2 separate regions of the Callithrix jacchus genome follow, and region 1 is linked to region 2. The links are chromatin contacts, called in public Hi-C maps. All regions are on one chromosome and are shown on one strand. The core of a region is the stretch at or near the end of the contact, and the rest is flanking DNA. Distances in the headings are between cores, read along the strand shown.

The links. Hi-C and Micro-C count contacts between places; a contact is called where the count stands out from the background.
Region 1: a Hi-C map of skeletal muscle shows a contact between it and region 2, with 4 times the contacts expected there. The contact joins two enhancer-like sites. A contact is called at or near these places in 2 of 3 Hi-C or Micro-C datasets (both in skeletal muscle).

What each region holds. Positions count from the first base shown.
Region 1 is chr7:2,993,388-2,996,885 of calJac240_pri, reverse strand. The region is part of intron 3 of CELF2 (CUGBP Elav-like family member 2); the gene reads left to right. Among named protein-coding and RNA genes, the nearest start is that of USP6NL, 600 kb to the right of the region's middle. Within about 2 kb of position 2,120, at least 1 of the 16 cell types and tissues checked has an H3K27ac peak or open chromatin away from gene starts, as enhancers often do. A contact at or near this core is called in skeletal muscle, where this site is marked.
Region 2 is chr7:2,859,171-2,862,696 of calJac240_pri, reverse strand. The region is part of intron 7 of CELF2 (CUGBP Elav-like family member 2); the gene reads left to right. The region is part of intron 3 of LOC144576862; the gene reads right to left. Among named protein-coding and RNA genes, the nearest start is that of USP6NL, 470 kb to the right of the region's middle. Within about 2 kb of position 2,151, at least 2 of the 16 cell types and tissues checked have an H3K27ac peak or open chromatin away from gene starts, as enhancers often do. A contact at or near this core is called in skeletal muscle, where this site is marked.

The sequences.
Region 1 (3,498 bases), core at 871-3,370, 130 kb before region 2:
AGTTTGGTATCAGTTTATAACTAGTCAGTAGAAAAGCAGAGGTTACTGGCTTTGGCGTTCTTGACTTGGATTTTCCCCCCCAGTTCAACAGCTTCTCATTTGTATGTTGAAGAGAAATGTTAAAGTGCATAAGTGTCTTAGCTCACCCTGTACAAAGATGAGAAAATCAAAAGCCTGGAGTGTTATTTTACAGCTCAGGAGTCACTTCTCTTGTCCTTGAATCATTTGAGCAGGAGACAAGGAGGTCAGCAATCCCCAGTTCTATTTTTGGTCTTGACCGATGACTGCTTGTGTGACCTTTTGCAAGTCACTTAACTCCTGTGTCACTCTCTGTGAAATGAGGATGGAGGAGCCCTGCTCCCCGGCCTGTCTCCGATGGTGACTTTGTCAGGAAAGGTGAGTGGAGATGCTCAGACAGAATGGCCTGCTTCAGGAACTTTGTCGAGCCACCATCCAGTTGACCAGATACATGAACAAGTCTGAAACTAGATCAGGACTGATGAGTCTTCAACAAGATGATGCACCAAAAAAGTGGTGCCACCGTGTCACCTTCTGTGTCCCTGTAATAATGAAGGCAGTAGGGTCTGAAGGCATAATTGTTTCTCCCTTAAACTTTAGATTTCTTGCAAAAACTTGAGCATAGTTAAGAGACCTTGATAAAATAGAGCAGTAAATTCGCTTGGTGAAATTGAGTAGATAGGCTTCCTAAAAGTCAGATGTTATTTTGGTACAAGCCTTGTCCTAAGGAACATTACATGTCAGCTGTCCACTACCTCTGAAGAAGCTGGGGAGTACGGATTCAGGATAGCAGACCTAATTTCTTTCATAGCACCTTAAAATTTTAAACAGAAAAATAATGTCTTATAACAATCAAATTTACAGCTTTCTCTAGCATAGGCTTACCCATTAATAACTTATTTTATCGATTCTGGAAGAAATGTGTCATTCAGAAATGTCATGTTTGTATAAATCTTTAGTTACTTTTTACCAACAAATTAACTATTTTTTAATATTTAAACTTTCATAAATTGTTTTAAAAAAATCAAAAACCGCAAGAAAAAAAATGGGTGAGGGATACAAATGTACAAATAGGCTTTTCACATGAAAAGAAATACAAGTTGCAAATGTACACACGAAGAAAGCTTTTATCCCCCCCTGTAGTGAGCAAAGGGGCTGGAACACCACAGTGATCAAGAGGATGGGTATATGTGGGTTTATATCCTAAGGGCAGTGTTTATTTTCTTTTCCTGGCTGGTTGGTTTTTCCCCCCCTTTTTGGTTTATTGAGATATTATTTGCATGTAATGGAGTTCATTACTTTAAAGGGATGTTTGAATTTTGTTAATCGTACATAATTGTACAACTTTCACCACAAGCCATTTAGTTACTTATTTATGCTTCCATTTCCCAGCAGTTAATTTTGCTGACATAAGCAGAGTTTGGTGGAATCCGTGCTAATTCTCCAGGTGAAAGGAGAGGTTCATTTGAGTCAGCAAGCATCCTTGGAGCATGCTGTGTGTGTCAAGCATCTTCGCCAGGTGTGGGGGGATACTCTCTTCAGAGTTGATTTACCAGAAGGATAGTCATTTGCTTACAGATGTACGCATATTTAGCTCTTAATTTACACATCAGTGCAGAAAAGGATACCCTACTTAGTAGTCCCAAGGAGCAAATATTCCCCAAATAGTTGGTAGCAGATAGCAAAACTGTTGCCATTCCCTGTGCTCTCTCCCGCTAGAAGCAAAAAGCAAAGCTTTGCTGGATTTTGCTCCTGAGTCGTTAATGTTCTAACAGGGTTTCATTTCCACTGTTTCAGTCATTGTTGAATAACGGAAAACGAACCAAGAGACCATCAGATTTCAGGCTTACTTATTGTTATTTCGAGACATGTTAATGACCCACACCATCCATGCAACTGAAATTTCTGCATCTCCAAAGACCCTTCCCTTCCCCACCACAGGTACTGGCTGGCATTCAGGCAGCCCTCTTGCTCCTCAAAAATCCCATCTAGGACAGCTGCATTCAGCTGTGAAACCCTCAAACAGCCTTTGCTCTCACCTTTGCTGCATCTAGGGAGTGCTTAATTTCTCCTCCAGCTTCCCCACCCCTCTCCAACCCTTGCAGCCCATCCATGCTGTGGCTGGTTTGGGCCCTTGATTTCCTAGATTACTATCTGAAAACAGAAAAGGGCCATAGTGAGACTTAAAGCAGCACTACAGATAGCGCTGAGGCTCTTATGGATACCTTGTGAGTGCTCCTGCCTGAAGCTTGGAGTCCTTGAAGTGCAGAATTACTGCAGGTGCAGCTCAGACTGCACGGATTGGCCACCCCGTGCCTCTCAAATCAACAGCTTTTAAGCGCGTCCATTTGCAGACGTGCCAAGAGCTTGCAAGTAGGTGTATAGCCTGTAAATGAGCCCAGTGTCTACAGTCGCCATTATTTACACCCCAAGGCATGTTCCTGTCAGGGACAGAAATCACCACCTTAGCCCCATATCTTGCCTAAGAAGTTTATAAGTCTACACAATTGGACTTTTCAACTGCATACTATTTTGCAAATTCAGAAATAGTAAAATTCCCACCAATTTCCAGGCATAGAAAACCAATTTCTCCCTTGATGGGTCCAATTACATGGTTGATATAAAATTTTAAGACCTATCTTAGTGTTTTCAGAGGCTAGCCAGTCTCTCTGGGCTTGTGAATAAATAGCACACATAAGATGCTGGAATCTGTGCAGGTCTGGACTGTTTGCATGAAAGAAATTAGGCAAATTCTTCTGATGCCAACCCATTAAACAGTGTTTTCCGTTTGGTAGTAGCCTTTGCTTTTGCCTTCATTCCTCTCTCCCTCTGTCCTTGCTGCCCCTCCCTTCTCTCCTTTCTTCTTTTGTTTCTTCTCATCCTCCCTTAAGTATCTGAGGCCCTACTATGTGGTTGGTACCACGTTGTACTGGGGATACAGTGATGAACAGAAACAAATGGTTCATGCTCTTCAGGAGCTCCTGGTCAAATAGAGATGCATACATTAGTAAAACACAAAAGTAAATACAAGTTAACTTTCTTGTTAGTGCAGTGAAGTAAGCTTGCCTGGTGCTGAGAGGCTAGTATGTTTTCGTACTGTCTTTGACTTATTTGTGGGGGAAAAAATGGTTTTGCTGTGTCTGTTTCTTAGCAAAGGATGCCCCATAGTGCTTCTTGCAGAAACTATGTTTCAGGAGGTCATATTCTGGATACATGGAGCCCAGCATGCACAAAGAAATGCTCTGGTGACAGAGTAGAGACAGGCGAGAGCAGAGATGATGTCTATTCAACTGAGGAGATGTGCTCCCCAAGGAAGGGCTTAATGCAGACTGACCGGGGGCTTTATTTTGTCCGTGTTTGCCAGATAACCGTATCACCTAGAATGATGGCAGATTAGGAGTTCATCGTGTAGAATCTGGAACACTCCACCCCCAGGTCAGGTACACCAGCCAATTAAGGCATCTCTGGCAAATCTCGGTT
Region 2 (3,526 bases), core at 902-3,401:
TTAAGTGCTAATTGGAGTTCTGTGTCACAGTCGAGACAGATGTAGGCACCACACACAGCAGGAGGTCACCCTGTAATACATCCCATGTGATAAAGTTATCCAACCTGAACTTTTCACCACGGCTGAAATGATCACCTTTTATTTCTCAAGTTGAGAAGGTCTTGGTGCCGCTATATTAGCTCAGGTTATCACTGTCAGGTGCGAAGCCGACGGGCTGCCCTACTGCTAGGTATCCTTTTCAATATCAAATTGAAGAGGGTGTCGGGGGCAAGAAGGAGAGGTAGAAAATGATAAAGGGTATTTGTTGTTTTCATCTTAGTCTTCAGGCTTTCTGCCTGTGCCTGAAAGAAAGGTTAAGAGTATGGTCCTCTTCACAGTGACACAAACCAGGGAAACAGCATCAGTGTTCACACACAGTGCAGAGCAGATAGGAATGTGGGGTAAGTGGGCCTGTCTTGGGGTATTAGAGTTTTATTTCAGAGAGCAAAACTCCTGGAGTCCTGAACCAGGGGAGCTCTTTAAGTGACAGAAAAACGACTTTTTCCTGAAGAAGATTGTACACTCTTCTTTGCCACCACAATAGAAGCAAAAGCAGTAGCTGAGAGCCTTGATGATAAGCCAGTATTTTTGCAATCAGCTCTACAAAATATTTGGAAATCACCGTTCTCTTCCCTGTTGGCTTCTCCCTTGACAATGCTGCACACCTCCTTCCTGAAACCACTCATAAAGGCTGACACTGGAGGTTGACATTCGTCTGACTGCCGTTACCTGAGTCAGTCCGAGGTGGAAATGTATATATAAAATGTGTTTTTCACTTCTTGCAAGAAATCCGTATTTTTAGCAACATGGAGAAGGTTTTCATTCTTTTATTACTGTAATTACCAGTGCAGTTTCTGTGGGGCAAATGAGGAACTTGGTTTCGTTCTCAAACTCTGGCTCTGGGCCAGCACTGGCACCCCAAACCACATGTTGAAAGAAAAAAATAGGGTCATGAGGATGAAAGCACGAGTTTTCATCCCTCTCACTAGTTGTACCTAACTTCAGTACCATGTGAGGAAGCACATTGTTCTTTTGATTTTTAAACATAAAGCCTCATGATGTCAGCTGCCAGAACGGAAGACCTGGAGAACAAAAGTGCCCACCTACAGCCACCTCCGGAGCCCCAGTATGGAGGTGGTCTAGAGGAAAACAAGGGGGAGGTGGAACCACGCCAAGCTTTTGATTCCTGTGTTTTCTTCTGAACGTGGTTTAAAAAAAAAAAAAAAAAAGGCGGCGTGGAAATCACAGTTTATGCATTCTCTAACAATTCTGAAATTTGTGTTATATAACACTCACTTAAAAGATGTGATTCTCTAAAAGCTGAACAAGCCATTCTGTTGAGTGTGATTCTGGATTAGCAGATCCAGTACCTGGGGCTCCTCTGCAGCTTTTCACCTGTGCATCATCAGGGGCAAGCAAAGCCATCCATTGTTGTGATGGATCGCCCCACCTCTGGCTCCTGAACAGCCTCACCAGCCAAGGGTTGCTAGTATGCCTTCCTAGTGACTCAAACCAGCAGAGCTTGTGATCACACCGGGTCGTCCAATTCTTCTGCAGTCGTTATATATATATATATATATATATATCTCCACTTAAAGAGACAAACTAGGAGAGAAAGTACTGTGGGAAAAAGTGTGGCTAAGCAAAGAATAAAATATGTGGAAAGATATGATCATAGTTTTGTAATCCCTTTTCTGGTGCCAATTTGGTAATTAGAATCCCTATTATCTTCTGTTGTTGTTCTCAATCACACTTCAGTGTAACCCTTGTAATTTTCATTCTCCAAGGTAAGGAGAAATGGCACAAGGAGAGCCCTTAAATTAATCATGATGAAATATATCATGGCTTAGGGGGCATTGACCCCAAGTTCCAGTCCCACAACTTGTACTGAAATGAAATAGAACTTCAGTAATTTTATTTTCTGACCTCTGTCCTGAGGTCCCCATTTGTAAATATATCTGCCCTGCTCCTCTTGCAGGGAGTCACTCGTTACTGGTGTGGTAGCTTTCCGCCTGCGCATACTATCTGCATGGGTTAGGGGACCCCGGGTGGGCAGTGTGTGCGCTTGATCTGTGCTCCCCCTCTGCTGGCCTGGCTGCTCTAGGCAGTGACTCTCTGGCACACTCTGCCCAGTGGGGACAGTAATGAACAGCATTGCTGCCTGCAGCGTTCAGAGCTCCTCGAGCAGACATCGGTTATTTCTGCAGATCAGGTTTGGAAGCAGCCAGAAAGAACCTCCATGGGAAAGAGCAGGACACACAGTACTTAACAAGAGAACTTAGCTAATCTGATCTGCCGTTTGGTTGATTAACCAGCACTTGACACCAGCAGCAGCCTGTCCCTGCAACCAGTGACAGGGAGCATTCCCATTAATATTTTATGCAAATGTCGGCTCAGCGTAAAGAGGAGAAAACTCCTCCCTCACTCTTTTTATTGTTTAACAGCAGAAAAGTCATTTCTGGTGAACTGATGAGAATTCCCTATTGCCAAAAAAAAGAAAAGGAAAATACTCATTTATAACCATTCTGAGATATAAAGACAGACAATGGTATGTTTTTCGATTAGCAGGACCCAGGGACTCCTGGCTACGGGGCTGCTCCTGAGTCGGTGTATTTGTTAAAAGAACAATTCTTTCATGCTGCCATTTTACTTTCATTAAAGAATTGCAGTTTTCAATCCAATATTAGTAAGTGTCTCCCATTAGTGGCACTGCAGATGAAGGGCATTCAGCATTTCTATTCTTAATGTCTATTGCTGGCTCAGCTGTTTAAAAATAAATAATTAAGAGAAACAAAAGCTCAGCAAAGTACCTTCTAATACAAAACCAGGGTATACCCTCTTCTGTGAGAAAGTGTTCAAATCAAACTCTTGGATTATGTGAGACAGAAGTGCAGCTGAGTGCTTCCCCTTACTTTGTCTGCTTTTGCCCAGTTCACTACAAGGATGAACACAAAGGACGCACCTAGGCTGGCTGGCTCCTCACAGATTTCTAATGCCATTTCTCCCCCGCCACTTCAGTAGTCTCAGGCCCTTCCTAAGAGCATTAGACTGAGGTTTCTCCAGGCTACCTGACTCAGTTGCCCCACCGTATCAGAGAGGTGCCCTGCCCTGGCCGACACTGTACCCATCAAGCCATGCTATACTTTCGGTTAGAATCAATGCCTTTTTTTTTTTAAAGTCGTGATCCACCTGTTGGCAAGAAAAAAATATTTTAAAAATCCCATCATTATTCGCCAGCCCCAGCCCAAGTTCCAGGGCACACACCCTCAGGAAATTGTCACGACTCTCTAAGTAGAAAGCACCTAACACCTGCCAAGCACTTGGAGCCACTCAAAGATCTGAGGATGTTTCCTGGCTTGAGGCAGCGTGGGCATATCTCAATATGCATTTCTCCCTTTGGGGAAGTAACCCCTTCTGCATCTTCTCTAACTTGGAAAACACTGAAATGCTTCCAAGCAACTATGGGAGGCTCAGCTCCTTCTGCAGT